Linked DNA regions of Lactuca sativa: region 1 is linked to region 2. Evidence: chromatin contacts called from public Hi-C data. All regions are on one chromosome and are shown on one strand. The core of a region is the stretch at or near the end of the contact, and the rest is flanking DNA. Distances in the headings are between cores, read along the strand shown. Region 1 holds the start of LOC111889802 (zinc finger protein CONSTANS-LIKE 10). Region 2 holds the start of LOC111889724.

Region 1 (6,211 bases), core at 2,916-5,415, 260 kb after region 2:
TGTTTTTGAACTCTCAAACATGGAAGAGGGTGTTAACCAACTTCTTAAGTTAGACATATTGTCAATTTACACTCCTAACTTCTTATTTTCTCACGTTGGTTATTAATAGACATAAGTAACTAATCACTTATATAATTACATGTTTTACCCTATTAACAAAATTTCAAACACTTTTGGTTCTTAAGGGGTTAATTAACAAGTCATGGTCAAATACTAGGCTTTTTTGTTTCCTAATTCATCAAATTAACCCTAGTTTTACAACATTGACCAAATTTGTTATTTAATTACATTAACTTATTGATTTTTCATTAAAAAATATTATTTTTTTATTTTTCTGTTTTGTTTATTATTAGCGGCGCAACTTGTTGCCCGTTTGTCATCTCACTCGTTGTAAAATGATAATTAAATTAATGAATTGCGTTGATTTAATAAAAAAAATTCATTATATTTGGATCATTCAACAATATTTTAAATTTGCACAGAATAAAAATGTTACATAAGGTAGCTAATTCATCCATCTCTTTTTGCATTTAATCTTCCAACAATGGTGAAACACCTTATTGTTTCACCAAATCCAACCATTTTAGTTAATTTGAGTTTAGTGTTGAACTCAATATCTCCAACACTAGTCCATTTATGAAAGTTCATCTCCATGGTTAAAATTAGGTATTGAAGCTTGATGTGTAATTTTGAACCCACAGCTTAATTGGAATCCAATTTTGAACATAGACTTGACTCAATGTTATGATTAAGATGTAAGTTTAATGGTTTATAGTCTAAATCATAGTGTTAAATATTTTAACTAGGTCAAAAGTGGATTTATGGGGTGTTAATAAAGTTTTGAATTTTAAAATTTGATAGATCACCCATGAACTCACTATATTTTAAATGGATCATATTTCTAAGGTTTAATTTTGTTTTAGAGTTACGTATTATTATCCTAAGTGCAAATAATAAGTGAAAACATCTTGAGGTTAACTTTTGAACTTTTGAAGCTTAAACTTGAAATTATGGATCTTTTTGATACATCATTTGATTAAGTTAATTATGTTGTATGAATGATAATACATTATTAAGTTAATTATTAAGTTACTAATTGAACTCATTATAAAAATTAAAATAGTATTAGAATTATAAGAATCAACTTTGACAATCGGGTAGTGACGTCAATATGTTATAGTTATCCACATGCACTAACATCCTAAACCATGAGTTTTGTTACATACGAATTTAAACAGGTATATTTCAAACGAGTTTCATCATATAATAAGGGTGTTAACATGAGTTTACTATGTATGGTTCGATGTAACCGTCGTTAAATTCCAACTTTGTCCACATGTAATATGACAACCATGTAACCATTGATATATATAAACAAATATATTTTAATTACGTCAAGGATTTAGGATCAAAATTTAGAGCGCACAAAATGGTGTCACCTTGAGAGTTAGTTATTGTTTTTAGAATACACGTGTTGCCACGGTTCTAAAAATATAAACTTTATAAAAATCCAACTTAGTTTGGAAGAGATATGATTTTTATGGTAATAAAAATCTACCACACATAAAAAGTTACAACGTCAAAAACTATAAGGAGAACACTCGACCTTTTGCAGAAGTCACCAAAGAGAGAAACATAGTACTACTCAGTAGGAATTTTGAGACAAAGAACATCTAAAGCGGAAATCATATGTGAGAGTTATGATTTTTATAAAATCATAACAGTTATAAAATATAGGTTAAAAATGAAAGTTGGAATTAGCCAAAACGACCGAAAGGAAAATTGTAGTTTACGTTGAGACCTACACAGATATACAAGAGTCGTTAAAAACAGAGCTTGTATGCGAGAGTTACGAATTTTGGAAGTTTGATTTCCATGCTCACGTGCACCCAGGTGCAGTGTGCGATGCGCACCCGACACCTGGATTTATCAGGATACAGATGTCGTGGCACGAAGAGAAGATGACAAGTAGCAGCTCCTTATGGCTCATGCACAAGTGTGCGCTGTGCACCCGAAAAACAACTATAAATAGCAGGTACCGACATTTCAGTTCCTCAAACCTCAAAACACACATATCTCTCACTCGATTTTTGTGCTATTAATTCCCGAGCGCCTCCTAAGTTATGGACTTTCAAATTCTACCGTACATCAACGATTCACATATATGGTGTATTCACGACTCCACTTTATTGTTTTCAAACATTTTACCATGGGTGGGGGGTACATATTATAAACTATTATTTTTCATAAATAGAAAAGGACACGTGACAACTCCCTATGGCTCACTTGTAATTGTGCGGCGTGCAGTGCGCAATGTGCACTAAAAAACGGGTATAAATAGCAGGTTTCGACATTTCAGTTACTCACACCTCAAAATCTCACTCGATTTCCGTGCCACTGATTCTCGAGCGCCTCCCGAGTTCCAGACTTCCAAATTCTACCCTACATCAACGGTTTCACATATCAAGGGTGAGTTCACGGCCCCGCTTTATTGTATATTGTAAAAATACAATAACAAACAACACCACGATTGACCAGGGTAGACACCTACAAACAAGTGTTAAATGAGACACAATTCATCCTCTAGCTGAATGAACTTTAGCTGTAAAGCCCCAGACATATAATCGTTAATTTTAAGTGAGTGGGATATATATATATATATATATATATATATATATATATATATATATATATATATATATATATATATATATATATAGACACACACAGAGTTGACACTTCTAATTGCGGTTGCTAGCTACAACCTGATGGAAGTCGATGCATGCATAACTTTCTAAATACAGACGACGTCTGTTGGAGCATCGAGATACTGGGCGGACGGCAACAATTAGTCGTAACTCGATTATGGGAACTTATCGTAACAATGTTTAACTAGTCTATCTAAAAACTACTACTAGGAAACAAACCTAAGAAAGTAGTGATAAAAACTCAAGCATGTGAGTTTAGGAAAACCACAACGCTGACATAACAACTTTACAAAACCTTTAAAAGTATACAAAACCTGTGAACTCACCAACATTATGTTGACCTTTCAAATCACATGTATTCTCAGGAGAATGAGTCCGAAAGGAGATTTGTAAGATCCAAGTGATTCAACAGGAGACCTATGTCTTTTATTATTCTACATTGCTTTCGTAACATATATGTACCTTGAACAACTATGTAACTTATATTACTTAATGAATAAAAAGTAACGTTTGTATAGCATCTGTGTACTATTTAATGTGATTTTGTATCTATGATCCAACATCCCTACGCCCCACAACCCGACGTTTTCGTTGTCGGTCGGGGGTGTGACACCAAACACCATGATAATGAGTAAACGTTATGAGTTAGCAATGACATTCTATAGATTTACATTGTGAGTAATGATTAGACTAGTTATCAGTGGGTGAAACGTCTTTACACTTCGATGTTCGGATGTATTCGTGATGTTGTGTAAGGCTATGAGTGTACACATTTAGAATTAAAATAATTGATGAACTTCGAATGAATGCGATATATACAAGTATTTCTTTATGATTTTTGTATTACACCGATCTTGTCACAATGATTATATCCATGTATATATAACAATGTTCTAACCTTTATGTTGCTCACAAATCTTCAAGCCTAACTTTGAACTGTTTACTATGCCTCACATGCTAATACTTTAGCGATATATGATACACGGAGATTAAAAATGTTGGTCGAGCACTTAAAGATGTTACACCTTTATTTTGGGAATAACTCATCGAATACTTTTACTCGGTGATTGTAATGGTCTTAGATGATGACATAACACCCTTTTGTTGGTTTATGTTTGCTATTGTACGAGCATGAACCGAGTATTTGGCACCTTTATGAGGTATTTTCCTAATCATGTTAGTACAATGCTATTTCCAGTCCTTTTACAAGGAATGTTCTATCACCATCCTTCTCAAGTAGAAAGAATATCTATTGTGCTACACTCATCATGAAATGTGAATACTCCCATAGTTAAATTGAAGCATAATTATAAACATTCCAAAGTTCTTTTCTATGTCGTACCTATTAGTTCAAATGTTGGGTATTAAAGGTTGGTCTTGATGTTCTATGATAATGTCCTAGTTAGTTCCTTCATACTAAAGTAGTAAATTTTTTGTATTTTGTAATAGTTAAGGATGTTGCTATGATATATAGAGGACATGGCTACACTTGGCTCAAAAGTAAATAAAGAGAAGATGAGAAAAGGGCCAAACTTTTCATTGTGAGGAAAGCGACAAGGTCCCACCTTCCAAACCAAACTACAGAGTACAGACCTCTCTTTCTCTTTCTCTCTCCTTGCACTTTTTGCTCTTTTCGTGATATTTTATTTTGGTGTTTTCTGTTGTCAGATATCTTCTTGCAAAACAACAGTACTCCAAACACCTACCTCACACACAACGAAGAGATATTAACAAGGAAAAGAAACTCTTGAAACCTCTCATCCCTAACCTTTTAGGGTTTTCAAAGTCGGCATCAGAACCTATCTGCTTTGATCTTTGCTTTCTGGGTTTACAATCTTGGTAAGCTTTTCTGGGTTTTGTTTGTTTTTGCTCTACCAAAATGGGTTTTTTCTGGGATTTCTTCTTTTAATTCGTAATCCATGGATTCTGGGTTTGAGTCACTGATTCGAACCATCTGTTTCTTTCGAAAAAATCCAATTTTTTTGGGTGAATTTGAGTCTTTTTGGGTTTTTGTTATCTCCTCTGATTTTATTTTGATGAACAGAGTTTTCTTGTTTCTTCAGATTACTGTTTGAATTCTAGATGCATAAAACCCTCTTCAATCTTGTTTCTGGACTCGTTAAAAAGATATTAAATCGAATCGCTTCAGAAACCATTTTAGTTGATAGATTGTTACAAAGATTCCAAATCCTTAATCCAGTTTCTAAATTGTTTGACACAGATTGCTTCACCAGTTCATTAAATCCGATAAAGATTTTCCAAAAATGGGATACGATTGCGATTACTGTCGCGAGGCAAGATCGATGGTGTATTGTCGATCAGACGAAGCTTACTTATGTCTATCGTGTGATCGAAATATTCATTCCGCAAACGCATTATCAAAACGCCATTCAAGAACACTCATATGCGATAGATGCAATTCAGAACCAGCATTCGTTAGATGCGTCGATGAAAAACTATCGCTTTGTCAAAAATGTAACTGGGAGGGTCACACCGGTTCTAATTCCGGTTCCGGTAGCCATTGTCGGCAAACGTTAAATTGCTACTCCGGCTGCCCATCGGCGGTTGAACTAGCTTCCATCTGGTCGTTCATGTCAGAGTCTCCATCTGTTCTCGGCTCCACTTGTCAACAGGAAATGGAGTTAATGTCCATCGCCGACGACAAAACCAATCAAGTTTTATCTTGTTCAATTCAGCGAGACGATTTGCAGAAAGGAATCAACTCAAATTACAAAAACGATCCTGATCCTTGTTCTACATCCAAGGTAAATCGAATTGGGTTTTTTCAATTTCAACAGTTTTTGAATTCAAAATCGTAACTTGAATTCAAAATCGCAGATTTCATCTACAAAAGACGCATTCTATGATGATTTCAACATGGATGAAACTGATTTAAGCATCGAGAAATATGAAGTACTGTTTGGCGATGGATACAACGACCCAGAACATCTATTCGCAAAAGATGGAATCGATAGCTTATTTGGAGCTAAAGAAACATCAGTCGCTGAATCCATGTCTCACAATTCACATGCTACAAAGGTAATTATATACTTGTAATTTCTTCTTTAAAAATTCTTTATCATGAATATTTCTCATACTTATATTTTTTTTTTCTTAAAGGGAGACGATGTTCATGTTCGACCCACATGCAGTAATGCAGCTTCATTTGAATCATTAAGAAGCTGCAAAACAGAACCAAACGTTTGTTATAAACCACATTCCACTATTTCATTTTCAAGCCTCACTGGAGAAAGCAATGCAGGTGATTATCAAGATTGTGGGGCTTCATCTATGCTTCTCATGCATGAGCCACCCTGGTGCACCATGGCTCACGATAGCACCACCCCTTCAGGTATCAGAAACGATGCGGTTCTTCGTTACAAGGAAAAAAAGAAAACCCGAAAGTGAGTCAATGATCAAGTTTCATGAACATATTTTTGAAATAGTTTTTTTTTATGGATTAAATGATTAATATTTGTTTTTTTTTTTGTTAGATTTGAGAA
Region 2 (6,109 bases), core at 1,359-3,858:
CGTGTTAGGTTTAAGCAATCCGCGCAACTTAACACAACTTAGTTAACTTCCGAGAATTGGATATGCTAGTAGCATTCGCTTCAAATCGCTTCTTCAGTTTACCTAAATTATTGTGTGATTACTGCTGCGAAATACAATATTGAGATGAATTTTGAACTGATTATAGTTATAATTTTTGTTATGAGTGGTTTGATTTTTCAAACGAATTACCATTTCTTGTGATAACAATGTCCTATGGCTTCCATCCTTTCACCAGGTTTCCATTTTGGTTATGCAAAAGTACGAATCTCCTGTATTGGCATGTGCCATTAGTGAAGTATTGTCATCATTAGCAGGAGAAGACAAGTCAAACATGCCTTCATTGATCCTTCCCTTCATTCTAGACTCGTCAAAGATTAAGCTGGAAAGAAAAAACTCGCCAGATGAATCTGTTTATGGCATCCAAATCGGCCCACAAACTGACATGATGCAAACCCTAGCTACCAGACATGAAAAGGCACCCTCATCGATGCAGATTCACCATGAACAGCTATCTTGTGTTCTTCAATTGGTCCGTGTCTTGAAGACACCAGCATTCATTCTCATTGGGCAAATTGGTCAACATAAAAGTACAACAAATGACCTTGAGGTACCTATTCTTGATCTTCTTTTGATCTTCTTGTGTGTGCAAAAGATGTTAATACCCTTCTCATCGTGTTTACCTTTTGATCATTTTGTTTTCTTTCACAGGTGATTTGTAAAATAGGAGAAACTTTGGCTAGTGTTTCCTCCTTGCAATTTGTGAAAGAAAACATAACATGGAATCCAAACAAGGTGTCAAAAGAACATGAAAAAGAGCCATGGCGTGCTTTATACGGTTGAAATCAGGTTTCTTGTCACACTGAGATGTTATGTGTAGTCCATTTTATGCATTTCCATTTGTAGTTTTTGTTTCATATTGACATTAGAAAAGTAACAATGGTTATATGCTACATTTTGTTGTATGTGCACTATTGTCAATTTGTCATCATAATTGGGAATCTAGAAGCAATGGTGTTCAGAATTTTGCTAATTTTTTAATGAGCTTCCAAGTCTTGGTGATGAGAATGAGGGTATTTATGTCTTTTGGACAAGCGAGAGATCTGGAGTTGGTCATATTCCGCTTTGTTTTATCTTTTCTTTTTTTGGGTGGGATGAAAAGCATTGAAATCACATTCAAACAACAATGTATAATATGCCAAGTATTTCTATATTATAATAAGAACAAACTTTCAACAAAAGATATGATGTCGGGGTTAAGCCTAAGAAGAATCAAGAACATGCTTGATTCTTAACCACTCTAATCATATAAAAGTGAAAACAACACTCGATTATCCTTACAAAGAAAACTGTCTCCTAAGAATTTTTTTTTTTTTGTTTCCACGATCACGAACAACGTTGCTCTTATTTGACAGAACTTTGGGGTGGTTTGAGATTACTTTTAAGCTGAAACTTTTTATAAAAGAACACTTTGACTTTAACTTTTAAGGGAGACAAAAGTCAAAAGTCAGTTTTAAAAAGTGTTTGCCTAATGTTTTCTTGACTTTTGAAGGTAATTTTACCTTTTAAGAAGGTAAAAGTCATAAAAGTCATGATTTCTTGTCTTTTGAAAAATCACAAATTCATTCTTGCCAAAAAGTTAACTTCAAAAGGCTTAACATTTTTTTGAAACTTTTGAGTTTTGGAAAAACCAAAAATTAAAAAGTCATTTAAAAAACAATCCCAAACACCCCTTTTATATGGAGAACATAGTCTCTCACATGATAAAATCATTTATGTTGCATAGACTATAAGGCTATACTAGATAAGATTTTCCTTGTGCATGTATATATCAATATATGCATGAATGTATGTAAGTGGTCATAATGTTTAGTTGGGTTCATATATCTAGTAGGGGTTACATGTAGGTGTGTTTGTATGTGTGTATGTATGTATACATACATACACAACCAGAAGATCTCTAACATTGCTAACGTGGGTGGGTCAATCATAAACAAAAAAAATCAGCTACGATAACTTAGACTAACAAATTTTCATCAACCGGTCTCAAAAAGATTTTATGTATTTTCTACCAAAATGCAATATGATCTTATATATCTATCAAAACAATCTATTAGTAGTAACTAAATATCTTTTTATTTATTTTTTCCTACCATCTTCCTAAACACTTAAGATTTTGATATTTGTCATAGTTAAAAAAATTAATAAATTTTTTTATTTCACTTGTCCTCGTCTAAAAATGGTAATAGAATAAGAAAATTAGGAGAGTATTAGTGAACACAATCTATTAGTGATTGAGACATTTTATACATACTTATAAGTTTGACAAATTTTATGGTGTCATTTATTGCAAAATTTGTCATCATCTATTGGAATCAAGTTAGGACTAGCAATTATATGAAAAAGTATTTAACTAGTGTCACTAAATATGGTTATTTATTTAATATAAAATATCAAATTGTACAAATAAAAAAATATCATAATAACATATATTTAAAAGTTATAAAACTATATTTTGGTTCTTTGGGATGACTTTAATTGAAATTTTGAATAGAGTCGTGCTCCTAGAAAAATATAGGATTTCTAATTGAACATGAAGGGCGTGGATGTAATTTCACTATTTTAGCGTTGAGTGGATCTAGCACTTCGGAAAGTTTTTCGCATTTGAAACGCTGCAGTTTTCCCGCACAAAAGCGTTTCTCATTCATCACTCCATTGATACACTGGTAGGACCTTATCCTCGATCTGCTCTATAGATCAATCAAATTCATCGAATTGTTGTTAATTACTGTAATCTATCAACTGAAACAAACAATGGCGTCGCCGGTGACCGCCGAAGAGCACTCTAACACGAAATCGGAGGAAGGAACCACGGCATTCCATAAGAAAAGGTCTCGGCGTGTGAGCTTTGCGGAGAATACCTCGGTTCACATATTTGATCGAGATGAAGAGACACCTCCGGACGCTAATGCTCCTAGCTCCCCCTACGAGGACCTAGGGTTTTCTGATCGAGATGCTAAGCTGAAGCAGTTTTTCGGAAACGAAGAAGACGACAACGAAGATGATGATACGGATGAACTCGGTCCAAGGAGTCCGTTTTTTCGGGTGGTTCGGTCACCGTCCTCCGGTGGAAGCGCTATTGGTTCCGCTACCTCCAACGATGGCAAGTATTCCTGATCCTAATCATTTTTTTCGCTTGATTCACGTGAATTCTCACATCTCAATATGTTAATTACTTAATTTCATGCAATGTTGTGCTCATATTTTGCTGCATGTTCTTATAAAACTACTATATCTTGCTTGCCCGGCCTTCTCTTTTGAGATATATTAAATATGCGTTCTAACGAGCATTAGTTGTTAACTAACAAATTGGGAAAGCCTGGAGATCTAAACCTCCTAAAGGAAATAAAATTGGCATGATCTTTTTAAGCTCAAAGTTGGAAATTGGTCATCTTAATAAGTTAGTAGTGCATAAGCACGATTGAGATTTGGGGTTGATTGCAAATTGCAACAATGCTAGCTAGTCCAAGACCATATATAATTTGTGATATCAGCTTCTCCAAATAACCAACTGTATAGAATGTTCTGAATTTTTATTAGAGTATTTCACTATTTTGTACATAAAACAATCTATGTAGGGTTACAGTTCTTGATATCATTGTGTCACCATAGTCTTTCCCAGTTGTATGATGTTTTGTCCACATAAATTCAGAATGCTGCTAACTGTTTTTGTCCAAATACATTTCTGCTTGCAGAAGATAATTTTTTTGGTCCTGTATCTGCAAAATTTATTAAAAGAGATTTGTCAGACTCTGCCACATCAAATGGGAATCATGATCAAACCATGGACTCCACATCATTTTCAATGCATTTCAATAGCATTGCTAGATCAGACTCAGAAGCAGATTTGAAAACATCCACAGGGGGTGATGTTGATCACCTTTCGTTTGATGAGAAAACCCCAACAAGTTCCATGCTACTCACACTGAATAAGAAGCCAAATTTTCAACCTGATGTTTCTACCTCTAAATTCAGCATTGATTCTCAATCAAATGACATGAGTCTTGTTGGAGAATATCACAATAAGTATGACTATGGGAAGTTATCAATATCACCTGCATCTGATGCACACATTGATTTGCATGTGGTCTCCCATATTTCTGTGCTAAAGTCACCTCTTAAAGATGGAAAACAGTTTTTAGCAAACAAGGAAAACAAGTCTGATATCATGGATTTTAGTTATGTGGAAGATAAGACCAAGAATGCATTTGGTATCAACTCAAGCATGGAATCTTTGATTGAAACTCAAAGTTCTCCAAATTTCAAGAATATGGTTTTTCAAGCAGATGATATCATGGAAAAGGAAAACAAATCTCCTTTAACAGGATCAATAACACATTTCATTGATATGCAAGATCACATGCTTTTAAATGATGATAACCTATATAAATCTCCAGGAACTTTGACTCCTTTTAATCAACCGAGTTTTCTTCTAACCCAAAAACATGGTGGAAGTATTTCATCCTTGGAGAAAAGCATTTCTAAACTAAGAATCCTAGAGGCCTTTCCCTTTTCTGCTGCTTTGAATGCTAAACTTGAAAATTCAAATTCCAAATCTTTACTTGGCATTTCCAAGATGAATCCCTTGATTACTTTGAACAAAAACAACAAATCTCCTCAACCCAATTTTAACAACATTATTGGGAGTAAGACTGTGGACACGTACAGTGTGTTGCAAAATGACAGCATTGCCCCTTTGCCTGTGAAAAATGTAGAGTCTAGAAAAAGAAAACCAGAAGATATGATGACTGAGAAAATTGCTAGAATCAAGTGGAGTTCAAGATTCTTAACAGAAACAAAACTTCTTTCACCTTCAGTTGATAAGATGAATTTGCATGCGGTATTATTATTATTATTATTATTATCATTATTATTATTTTCCTGTTTATCTTTTTTTTTTTTTTTTTTTTTTTTTTTTTGTTTTCTTTCTTTAATATATCTTGACATTGCTCTGTTGTTGCAGATTGATTGTTTGTTTGATATTCTGGAGAAGCTTCAGATGTCAAAAACATATGAGCTTCTTTCTAATGAAATTAAGTCTCAGGTTTACATGCTTATAGGCTATTATATCTTTATCTTGATTTATTTATTTTACTATTTTACCTTCTAAAATTGAAATCATTCTTTGATTTATACAGACCATTCTACATCCTTCTTCTAATATTCAACACAAAAGGTAATTACATTGTTTTTATTATACATATAATATATAAGATTTCAGTTATTTCTTGAGTTAAAAATATTGAATTTTCAGAGCAATGGAAACAAGATTGCTACTGTGCAAAATTTTGCATGAGAAAGCAAAGTTGCAGCTAATGCATGTGAAACAAGAGAAATTACTGGTAATATTAATATTTTTCAATACTTCCCTTTAATTTATCTAATCAAATTCATATTTATTTCTTTCTTTTAAATTCTGTTTTATATATAGAAAAATATGCAATCACTTGCTTTTGGAATTCAAGAATCTGAAGCATTGAAGTTGAAATATTCACCTCAAAATCTACTAAATCATCAAGTTATTCATCACCAAGAGGTATTGAAAATTTGAAATTTTATAAAAAAATTGTTTTGTCAATTGTCATTTCTTTTATCAAATTTTGATTTTATATTTTATGTTAGGGACAAATTAACAATGAGAAAGTGACTACATTGAATATAGCAATAAAAGATACAGATAAAAGAATTCAAGACTTGATACAAGCTTTTCACATATTGAAACAAGAAACTAACCCTACTGATGCTGTTGCATTTGTTAATAATCATTTGATGAAAAAAACACAGTGTCAAATCATACGCAAGGATTTACAGGTTATGATATACTTCAAAATATTAGTTTATTTTATTAATTAATATATAAAACTTCTTTTATTTACCTTTTTTTTTGTTCTTTTTCTTGTTTCAGCTTTGGGTTATAGAAGATTTAAAAAGTAGCAAAGATTATCATTATCTTGTTCTTAACTACCTTGACCTAATGACTCAAAGGTTCACAGTTATTTCTGGTGTAGTTACAAGCGTATCTGTTTCCTAT

What was found. Hi-C and Micro-C count contacts between places; a contact is called where the count stands out from the background.
Region 1: a Hi-C map of leaf shows a contact between it and region 2, with 7 times the contacts expected there. The contact joins the promoter of LOC111889802 here to the promoter of LOC111889724 in region 2. A contact is called at or near these places in 3 of 4 Hi-C or Micro-C datasets (leaf and seed).

The regions. Positions count from the first base shown.
Region 1 is chr9:188,009,106-188,015,316 of Lsat_Salinas_v11, forward strand. LOC111889802 (zinc finger protein CONSTANS-LIKE 10) reads left to right here and starts at 4,166. Exons shown (of 6, transcript XM_023885953.3): 1 at 4,166-4,293; 2 at 4,377-4,547; 3 at 4,930-5,473; 4 at 5,547-5,747; 5 at 5,829-6,112; 6 at 6,203-6,211. The coding sequence starts at 4,973.
Region 2 is chr9:187,745,700-187,751,808 of Lsat_Salinas_v11, forward strand. It overlaps LOC111889724, which reads left to right and starts at 2,609. Exons shown (of 12, transcript XM_023885880.3): 1 at 2,609-3,181; 2 at 3,774-4,918; 3 at 5,042-5,122; 4 at 5,217-5,254; 5 at 5,333-5,420; 6 at 5,510-5,614; 7 at 5,701-5,889; 8 at 5,984-6,109. The coding sequence starts at 2,833. It overlaps LOC111889764, which reads left to right. Exons shown (of 4, transcript XM_023885919.3): 3 at 257-628; 4 at 730-1,059. The coding sequence ends at 861.